2 separate regions of the Rattus norvegicus genome follow, and region 2 is linked to region 1. The links are chromatin contacts, called in public Hi-C maps. All regions are on one chromosome and are shown on one strand. Each heading gives the region's core, a stretch centred on a gene start, on an enhancer-like site or on the middle of the called end of the contact. The rest is flanking DNA. Distances are from core to core; before and after follow the strand shown.

Evidence for each region. Hi-C and Micro-C count contacts between places; a contact is called where the count stands out from the background.
Region 2: a Hi-C map of frontal cortex shows a contact between it and region 1, with 2.7 times the contacts expected there. The contact joins two enhancer-like sites. A contact is called at or near these places in 2 of 12 Hi-C or Micro-C datasets (frontal cortex and prefrontal cortex).

The regions. Positions count from the first base shown.
Region 1 is chr1:165,226,268-165,231,876 of GRCr8, forward strand. No RefSeq gene overlaps it. Among named protein-coding and RNA genes, the nearest start is that of Pde2a, 37 kb to the right of the region's middle. Within about 2 kb of position 3,989, at least 15 of the 93 cell types and tissues checked have an H3K27ac peak or open chromatin away from gene starts, as enhancers often do.
Region 2 is chr1:165,394,132-165,399,395 of GRCr8, forward strand. LOC120099897 (a long non-coding RNA gene) reads left to right here. Exons shown (of 4, transcript XR_005499356.2): 4 at 1-970. Among named protein-coding and RNA genes, the nearest start is that of Art2b, 25 kb to the left of the region's middle. Within about 2 kb of position 2,365, at least 15 of the 93 cell types and tissues checked have an H3K27ac peak or open chromatin away from gene starts, as enhancers often do.

The DNA.
Region 1 (5,609 bases), core at 2,739-5,238:
AGGGTGCAGTTGGTTGTGAAGCTCAGAGGTGGGTCTGGTACTTTGAAGCCGAAAGCCTGAGTCCCACCCTCTGCACGTTTACTGAGCTGTTTGCCCTCCACTGTCCTAGCCCTGTACAGCCAGGCTGTGGAATTCCTGATTCAGGATAAGGCAGACCCTAGCTAGTCTGAGCCCTGGTCCCTACAACCATCTGAGCTGGGGCCTAGATCAGTGTTAGTGACCCGGCACAGTTGCTCACAGCCCCTGCTGGAGACACAAGGCCACAGTGCATGCCACAAGCTTTGGTGGACTGTGAAGGGGGCCTTCACCCTGGGCACCATGTTTCCAGAATGGAGCCTGCCTCTCACATCACAGGGCATCGCCTTCAGAGGGAAGTGCTGATCTGCAGAGGTCACCAGCTATTCAAAGACAGACTGGAGGCTTCTGGGAAAGTGCCGAGCCTTCTGCCTTCTCTGGAGTCTCATTACCACCCTATCTCAAAGGCCTGGTGAATAGACTTGCTGGTGTTCTGTCCCAGGCCTCGGAAGTTGCTGAGCAGAGCTGGACAAGGCTGGGCCACCTGTGCTGTCTGTGATCCCCCTCAATGGGAACCTGGATGCTGTGGGGCCTTGAACACATGGACGTGTGTCCCTTGCCTCATTTCTCAGGAAGGGGTGGGGTGTTTGCCAGGACACCGCACAGAATCCTTGAGCCTGTTGTACAAGCTGGCCTAAAGTCTCCATCACTTCAGAGAGCTGCTCCAAGCCAAATCACCATGTCCTCTAGGCAGGGCATGGCTCGAGTGCTTATGTGCCCAAGATCTGCTTAGAATTCCTCCCTGACTTTGATCTACTGTCCACCAACCCCAGAGACCAAGGAAGAAGGTGCAACTGGAGGTGCCCTCTGCTGGGCTGGCACTGTCATTACCTTGGTTTAGGAATGGGGCTGCATTTGGCCACTAGGGAGCAGTCATGGACCACTCATAGTTGCTAATTTTGAGCCGGGTCTGTGTAACGCCTCCTAACCCTCCCTACTCTCCAACCCATCTTCCCTCCCACCCCCCACCCTCCCCAAGTGATGTTCCTGGCTCTGGCCTTGTTCCGCTGCCAGCTGGACCACACAGCCCTGCCTCTGGCCAGGGACTAGTGATGTGTGATAAGACAGCACAGTAGAGGTGCTTTGGTTTGGTCTCCTGGGCACATGAGCGGAGCCCTTTGCCCAGTACCTACTGAATGTATACCTAAGCCCGAACCTCTGCTCTCTGCTTTCCCTGGCTGATATTAGAGTCTCCTCAGCTCTTCTCATGCTCTCAGCACTGCTTTCTCTTGTGAGTGTTCCCCGAAAAGAGAACGCTAGCCGGCACTGTCTTCGACACAGTAGAATGAATGCTTTCCCTTGGGGTGAGGTCATATCCCTGCAGGATTGAGACTCAAACTTCTTCAAAGATACCTGTGACTACAGTGTTGAGGGACCAGGACAGAGGGCTCTGCTGTCTCAAGGCTTCCTAAAACTGGAGCCAATGCCAGAAGGGAGGGGTGCACTTGGTACTTGAGGTTGCTTGGGGTGGGAGTAGCCTACAGTTTGTGGGTAGGGAGCCTGAAGGAGGAAGGATTTCCTGGAGGAGGAAGGACTTCCTGGAGGAGTATGGTTGGGGATCGCATGGGATGTTGGGGAGGAGAACAGGGAGGGAACTCTGAGAGAGAAGGCTGAAGTAGGGCACACCCTGGGCACTGAGGGCATTGTAGGTGGAGTGCTGGGGGGAAAGTAGGCAGGGAAGGATACGGGGCAGAAGAGGGCTGGGGTATCTGCCTTTCTGTCCTCTGGCTTCTGTTCAACCCTCCTGGTCTGCATGATATCCAGCAATGAGGACTGAGGAACCCTTGGCTCCAGAGCCCCCGGGCGGGCACACAGGCAGTAGTGAGGCAGGTGAGGGAAGAGCTGGACCTGCCACAACTGTGCTAACCCTGGGGCTGGGGGGGACACGGAACTTCTTCCCTGCCCCCTCGCTCTCATGGCTGCCTGCCCACAGTTCTGTTTTGGAAAGCATGGGTGTAGGCAGATATCCTTTATAGTGCCTTTGACAGTTGCTTAGGTCTCTGATCTGTGTTCTCTCTGTCCTTTGGAGCTGAGCTGCCTCCCAATAGACTCCTGGGAACACTGAGTGAGCAGGTAAGTGTGAAGTGCGAGCAGTGTCCCTTGCTAGTCTTACCAGATATTATCTGCAGGGACATCTTTGTGACATCCAGAAGGAGAGCTCGAGAGGTTCAGCCAGCTCTTATTGAATACTTACTGTGTTCAGGTCTCATTCAGCAAGCACTTGTTGAATACCCACCGTGTGCAGAGCTTTGCTGAACGTGTGGGGCAGATGTAAGTGGTGTGGGGAGAAGGAAACCCTTGAGGAGAGAGGATGCTGATCGAAGAGGGTTCATGAAGAGCTCAAGTCCAGAAGACAGGAGGGTAGAGGATGCTGAGGAGAGGCCTATCCAAGAGAGGGAATGGCCTTGAGCCCAGACAAATGCACGTAGCCTGCAGTAAGGACCTGTTGTAGCTGGAACCTAGCACCCATGCAAACCCAGTGCCTCACATTCTCGGCATCAGACACCCTAGGGCCTCGCCTCCACATCCTGGCTGTCAGGTCTTAGCTATACTGGCTACTCAAGAGACATGACCACATCCCTGTCTAATGGGCACCTTGTCCCTACCAGAAAGCAGCATCTTTTCTACCACTTAGCTACTTAGTGACCTGAATGACCCAGATCCTACTCTGGGACTGTGTGACTGTTTCTGTCTCATTGACACACATGCATGCACAAGCACATGCATGCACGAGTGTGCATGCGCATATGGGCATGTGTGCACATACGGGGGGGGGAGGGAAGGAGGGAGGGAGAGAGACAGAGAGAGGGAGAGCAAGCGAGTGCTGGTCAGAGTCAATCTCCCTGCCTCTCCTGTCAAGGAAATGCCTTTGGATTATTCTTCCCAATGCCCACGTTCTATGAAAACATGGGGAGGATTTGTACTCAGCTAGCCATGAAGAGCTCACTGGCCCTGACCCATCCCCTCTTCTATGCTACTTTCAGCCTGTGGAAATTTCCACACTTTCTCTGCCCTGGTTACAGCTCTTACTGCTGTATTTATCACCCTGGAGACACAGTGACACAGACGCACATAGGCCACATGCACACACTCATGCTCCGCACACACGTGCCTGCACACCTCAGCTTGCACTGCCATAACTCAAGTGCAGGGCACACACACACACACACACACACACACACACACACGCACACGCACGTGGAGGAGGAACACCCACACACAAAGAGCTCTCTAGGAAAATTGTTCTCCCTCCTGCTGCTGCTCCTCCCCCACCTCCTCCTCTGTTCTGTCCGCCCACCACCACCCACGGACCAAAGAGCTGGGCCTAAGGACTGTACCTCCCACCCCTTATCAGCTGGGAGGCACTCTGCCTGGTGACTTGAGTGTGCCCTCCCTCTTGCCATCCCGCCCTCCCTTCCCCCTCTGCCACTCCCCGGCAATCTTGTCTGTCTTCTCTGTATAAGTCCCCTCTTTGTCACTCTTTTGACTCCGAAGTCTTTTGACTTCTCTGCTTTGTCTCCTGGAGGTTCAAGTTGAGGAACTCCAAGGATCCAGGCAGAGGGACAGATGAGGAGGGGGTGCCAGGAACCCGCATCTCCTCAGCCCCTGTCACCTTCAGCCCTTCTCTTGATGAGGGGAGGGCTGTGTGCCTGGCACCATGGAGACCAGCGAGCGTCATGGCAACACAGTCTGGGTGGGCACAGCCTTCCTCCTCCAGGGTTTGTGGGGGTTGCATAGGAGGAGCCCGGTAGGCCTGATGGAGGTGGGCCTTGTGCTGGTGCCCAGTGCTGGTCACCACATCCTCCTGCATCCTGTTCTAGTCCTACCCCTCCTTGGCGCACTGCACTGCAGGCTGCAGGGCTTGAAGGCTCTGATGCTCCCTGGACACTGCAGGGAGGATACTGCAAACACCAACACTGCTCAGGGGCTCGCCCAGGGTCCCATAGCCCCTCCTGTCCTCACTCTTGACTTGGTGATCTGCCACACATGTCAATTTACTCAGGGCAGAGAAGTCAGTTTAATGTAGGTTTGGGCTCCCCGTGAAACCCCCAACCAGCCCCTTGCCTTGCCAGCGAGAATATGGAATACCTGCTGTGCCAAGGCTTCATGTGTTCTCTCACTTCACCCTGGGAGACCCCGAGTGGCCAGGAAGTGGCCTAGCAAGGACAGAACAGACAAGGTACCTGTCCTGCCAGGTGCTCCTTTCTCATTGGTGTCTTCCTCGAGGGAGAGGGCTCTCTGACAGCTTCTGCAGCTTCATCAGGATCTGACCTTAGGGTGTGTAGTTTTGGTGGGTGTGGTGTGGTGGGGTAAACCCTTCCTTAAGTGCCTAGACCTAGGGAAGACTTTGCAGCCCTACAGTGATTCATTTCTGGTCCTGTAAAAGTTGTCTGCCGTAGACTAGAGTGCACAGAGTCCAGGAGGAGACCCCTGCCTTCCAACCCAGGTTTGACTTGTCTCCTGGCCTCTGTGCGGTCACGTTGCAGCTGCCTTCCTCCTGGCTTATGTAATCATTCAAATATAACAGCTGCCTTTATTCCACTGAGTCACACCCCCTCCCTCCCCCCGCAGGTGTGGGGAGTTGCACAGAAGAGGTAGAGCAGGACGGAGTAGGAGGTCGGGGGACTCCGGGAAAGGAGGGTCCTGGTGCTGGATTGAAGGGAGATGAGGACAGCAAAACCTTTCCTAGAAGAGGAACTCGCAGGGATCGCCTCTGCTCTGATCCACCCTAGCAAAATGCTACATCCTCGTCGGGGGAGGGGGTCCAAGTGTTAAGCTGTATCCACAGCCTCCTTTGCTGAGCCCTGTCCTTACTAGAGGAGAGGCAGAGAGTATGAAGAGGAGAGAGTGATTTGGGACACGATGGCCAGGAGTCTCTATTCTGCGGTCCAATTCCACCCTTTACATCCTTTGGTCCTGGGTATATCCCTGGCCTGTTTGCCCATCTGTGTAACAAGGAGTTGGACTTTCTGGCCTTGACCTCTTATGTTCCATGAGATCAGCCTCTAGTAGAGGCACCCAGGGGTCCAGCTACACTCCAGGTTGGCCCCCCTCATCTGCCTTTTCCCAGCTCAGCCTCAGTCTTCCTCTGAGCCACATCTACTTAGCTCTACCCATGGCACTGGGGAGGAAGCAGGGCCACTGGATTCTAGGTTGGAGAACACAGTAGCTTTTGGCTCCCCTCTGACTGGATATCTGTCTCAAAGCTTCTTCCCCAATGGCAATTGGAGATTACTACCCCCACCTAAGGTCACCAGCCTCGCCCCTCATAGGAAGCTGACTGCTCTTCAAACTTGAAACCGACCTGTGTCTCGTCATCTGTGGATTCTGGACTGACAAAGGCACCTTCCTGAGATGTTCCACCCTAAAGCTGTTCTAGAAACCGCAGTGACTTTCCATGCCCTTGTCAAAGCAAAGGCTTTGTTTCTAGTGGTGTGATGAGGTCCCTCCCAATATGACCTGTGCCTGGCACCAAGAGTACATGCCAGGGCTTCCACAATGGCATTGCTCTGGGCATCAGACCTACAAGAGGC
Region 2 (5,264 bases), core at 1,115-3,614, 170 kb after region 1:
AGCAAGGGATGCTGGGAGAATCTGGAGGCTAAGTCAGCTTTGTTAGGTTAAATGGGCACCTCAGCCTCCTGCCCTGGGTCTGAATTCCAACAGCAGGGAGCCCCACATTATGCATTTAGGATCAAGTCAGACAGTAGTGCAAGCTTTTCTGTAACTATCAGATGTAATTTAGAAAACTCCAGAGAAGACAGATCTAATCATAGTAGCTCCCCTACAATCCCAGCTCTTTAAGAAGCCGAGGAAAGAGTATCAGGGAGGGTTCAAAGTCAGAACGGCTACATAGTGAGCTCAAAGATAGCCTGGGCTACAAAGAAAAATTTTGTTTCAAAACACAAAACAAAACAAACATATTTGTATTTTCCCTTATTTATTGTCTATCCATTTTCCTACAAATGACATAATTTCATTCTTCTCTATTCTTTGCCAGATAATTATAGAATTGATATAATTTTGCTGGTGGCATCTATAAATTAGTGTGTGTGTGAGTGGGTCTGTATGTGTGTGTGAGAGAGAGACTATCTGTGTGTCCCCGTTATATGTATATGAGTGTGTGTAAAATTTGCTGTGCTCTTAAAAGAAACGTAAGTTGGTTATATTCCTGTTAAAAGTTTGTTTGGGTTCTAATTGTCTTTTACTTTGAAACTGTATGTCTGCTGCTGGCCTGTGCACAAACTAGTTGTGGCTGGCTAGATACAATCACTTGGCCTGTAATACAACTTAAATCATTTTGGCTGGCAATATTCAGGTGTGCTTAGCTATGACATAGTCATTTGGATTGTAATATTTTACTGCATAGACATGGGAAAGGAGAATCACTGATGACAAGGAAGTAAGGGGGACTTAAAATGAACTTTCATAAGTACTGGTTGAGATTCTTGGATAATGATTAAGGGAAATCTGAAACTGTTTGAATGTTCTGAAATTCTGTGTAATAAAGATGGCTTGAGCTACTCCGGTCCGCTTGCTCGAATGACAAGTGGTCAGAGTCCTTTCTTTCACTGACTCCACATCTCAGTTCTGGGTTACTGAACTCACTGGACAAGGACTCAAGCATGTGTGCTTAGAAGTCTGAACTCAGATTCTGAGCTCAGTGGGTGGCAAACACTACCCACTAAGCTATCTCCCCAGCTCCTGTAGAGGCTGTCCTTTTGAAGTTCAGTTTGGGGTTTCCCTGGTTCTCGGTTGATCCTGCAGACCAAATGCTTGACTCCCCTTAAGTCCATCTGTTAACTCCCAACTGCCCAATGTGAGGTCATTTGAAATTGGAGTGTTAGAGAGGTTAGATGAGGCTGTAAGGGCAGGGCTGTGCTCTGCTGAGAAGAATACTCTCGGAAGGAGAGGCAGCTATTATGCACACTGGGCTATCTTTCACTCAGGATGCTGAGGCAGAAGGATCCCAACTTTGAAGCCGGCCTGGGCTACATAGGAAGACCCCTGTATTGAGAGACAGAGGAGGCCCTGAGTGAGTGTAGTTCTGATGTGGGCAGGGTAAGACCATTTCCCCTTAATGGCCAGGCTAAAGAAGGATGTCAGACCCCTCCTTGGGGGTTTCAGAGTGGATTGACCAGTGTGTACAAAAACTGGCACCCGTGGCTTCCTCTTCCAGTATGTCTATAGTCTGAGATTGCTCATCTATGAAGACCTCCTACCTGGACTGGCTAGTCCTGCCCTCTGTGCTGTGCATAAGAATCCACACTGAGGTTCCAGGTTGGGGTTCCAGGTTGCTGGATGTGGTAGGTGCAGACTCATCGCTGCCCAGACCCGCACTGGACCCCAGCTTTCCTACATGTGTGTCTGTCCTTTCTCTATTCCTTCGCCACCCCTAGTCAAGGTTCCAGGATCCTCAATGCTCATGGCAGACCATAGAAAAAGGAAGTCTCTTTCACAGGCTTGCCTGTAATGGAAGATGCAGCAGGAAACAGGCATCTGCATGCCGAAACAGAGAGGTGCGCGGGGAACCAGAGTGCCTTTGCCCTGGAAGTGTTACAGCCTCCATGGCTGGGACATAAATTCTGGTGTTTGTGGCCCCCAGACCAGGGGGTATTGGTGAATAAAAACCTGAACAGGCAAGCGCGGCATGATAGGAAAAGCAGGCTAAATCTTGGGCGTTTGTGTGCTGAGACTCTGGGTCTTACTTAAACCTGTTCTAGCAGCATAAGGGGCTACACGCTCCACTTCATTATTGCCAAGTGTGGGTGGGACAAGTTCTCCACCAGCCCCCAACCACCAGGTTCCATCTGTACAAGAGGAGGAGGGCTCCCTGGGACTGCCTTGTGGGAACTGAAAGGCCAGGCTCCCTGCACGGTCTCTGCAGTACTGGGGATCTTATTAAGGCTCAGCAGGGATGAGAGTCCCAGCTCCCTACTCAGCTTTCCCCGATGTTCCCACAGCAGGGAGTTCAGTGCCTCGCTGCAGACGAGGGTGGGATCTGCAATCCCACTCAGCGTTTGCCGGCATATGGGTGATGAAGTCACAGATTCTTTTTTCTTGGATGCTTGGCTAAAATACAGCAAGTTTCACTTTGCACTAAGTCTTTTAAGATTCTTCTGGATATATATAAATATATATATACATGTATATATTCATTATTCCTCACTGATGATTGACAGTCCTGCGTCATAAGTACGCCCCAGAGGCCTGGTCTCTAGGCAGCACCATGGGAGGCAGTAGACCTCTAAGAAGTGGAGCTTATGGGAGGGAGGATTTATACCCTTCAAGGGAATAATGGAACCTGGGCCCTTCTCTTTCTTTTTAGTTTTCTGGGCATGAGGTGAGCAGTTTTGTTTTTGCCACAGGCTCCTACCATGGTGTCATCAGCCCAAAGCCACTAGTCAACCAATCAGCCACAGCCTGAAATCTCTGAAACTTTGAACTCCAATAAACCGAGAGAGGAGGGAGAGAGAGAGAGAGAGAGAGAGAGAGAGAGAGAGAGAGAGAGAGAGAGAGAGAGAATACTTTACTCCAACCCATATATACAGCCAAACCCTTTTTGCTTTATAAGTTACCTACCTTGGGTATTTGTTACAGCGATAGAAAGCTTAATCTATGTGAGCTACTAGCATGCTATATGTATATTAATGCTGATGTACCTTTCTGAGATGACACTGCCAGCACATACTCTACAAATATATACGCCCCCGTCTGTGGCCTCTCTTTTGCTCTGTTAATGGTGTCTTTTGATGTACAGAGGTTCTTAACGTTCAAGAAGCTCAGCTTGCCACGTTCTTCTTAGTAAATCTGTTCCATCCATGTTCTCCAAGAAGCTCAGCTACCTCATTTCAGCTCCACACTGAAGACGGTGGCCCTCTCCGAATTAACTTTCGACGACTGTGTAAGTGGGGTCAGGGTTCCTTTTCCAACACAGTTATCTCATCGACCTGATTTTTTAAATAGCCCTGACAGAGTGGAGTGTACTCTGTCATAAATCCCACTCATAAATAACGTGTGGATCTGTTGCTGGGCTCTTTATCCTATTTTTAGGTCTCTTTGTTCTTTGGTGGTGGCGGTGGTGTTCCCAAAACAGCAATAAAAATCTCTATAGAGGAGACACTGATAAGGTCCACCCACCTTCTCTCTCTGGGGTGACCACAAGGCCTCTGGGGAGGTATTTATCTCCCCTTCCATGTATTAGCGGGCATAAATGCTCACACGGTCTGTGTTTAACAAAGAAGGTTTTGGTGATGTGGAGAAAAGTTTGCTTGTAGAGTGGAGGAAGTCAAATATAAAGGTATGCAGCGGAATCATCAGGCTCTGCGTAGGCAGCACCGCGAACAGCGGCTCTGAGTGTGTAGATTGGTTAACTCATTTAATCCTCACAGTAGCCTTAAAGGGTGGAGTAATTTTGCTTCTAGTTTACAGATGGTAAACTTGCCCAAGGGCACAGTAATATACAGTACCTATAGAGATCAAATCCAGGCAATCCAGTTCAGAGTTCATGCTGGTAATTAAAAAACAAACAAACAAAAACATGCTTGAACCCTATTGGTTGTCTCTGTGATTGTTTCTTGTGTGAACTTACTTCCTCTTCTCTTCCTCCCAGCCTTCCAGCCTCTCAGACTCACTCCCCACTTCCTCTCACCCTGCAGCACTCAGCACAGATCCATCAAGACTTCTGGAATGGGTTGTTCATCAGCTGTTCCCTTCCGTGTCCCTTACTGTGGGCTCCATGCAAACAAGGTCTTGTCTGTCTGTTCACCTTCAGATGCCCAGAGTGATTTCTGCCACACAGCTGGTGCATGCAAGGATGCCGTCAGAGCAGACTGTCAGGGAGACACATCAGAAGACAGGATGTGTTCCAGTATGAGACAGAAGAAGATGCTAGAATCTGATACATATCCCTCGAGTTTATACATGAACTTGGCCAGCTCTGTAAGCTTGGACTATAATGTTATATTCTGAGATCTTTTCTTTAGTTTTGGGTTAAACATAATACCTCGCATCTACAAGGCTGTCTGGCATACATTAGATATTCAACAGTGATATGACCTTCTTGAGTATTTTTTCAATAATTAGGTAATTTTTAATATTTATTGATTTATTTATTATTTGTTTGTTTGTTGTAATACTGGGTTATTGAATCCAGGGCCTTATGCATGGTAGGCAAGTATTTTACCACTGAGCTACATTCCAGCCCTCAAGTTTCTTAATTCTGCTGCACTTCTTAGGTGCTGTTCATTTGTCTATAACATAATATACATTTTAGGATTATTATTAGAATTCAAGGTGATGACTACACATTACGTAGAAATTAGGGTCTGGCTGATAGAGCAAATATTCAGTAAAGGCTATCTGCTTATTATTATAGGTGAAACACCTTCTTCAGTGCCTGCCACACAGTTTTCTGTAAATAGGTCACAGTACTCTGTAATTAGGCGAGGCCCAATCTTATCTTTTCTGTCTGGTCAGTTTTATCTGTCTGCTTCTGGAGTGATCCGGGCTTGTTCTGCAGAGCTGGTGATGTACAGACGCCACCCAGTGGCTGACATCTGCCACTGCACTTCAGCTTCTGGTAAAACTTCCCTGCTACATTCATTTATGAATGCTCTTACCTGTACATTTCCTTAGGAGACCAGAGACATTGGAATCAGAGAGGAAATGAAATTAACAGTTAATTCTGGGAGGTGGACTCAACAAAACTCAGTGATCAATTACATATCCCAGTGAGAAAGGTGTATGGGTTTGCCAAAGACAATGGTCTCCAATCAGGGATGGTTTTGCTCATAAGAGGATGTATAGCAATATCTAGAGACATATTTGGCTGTCAT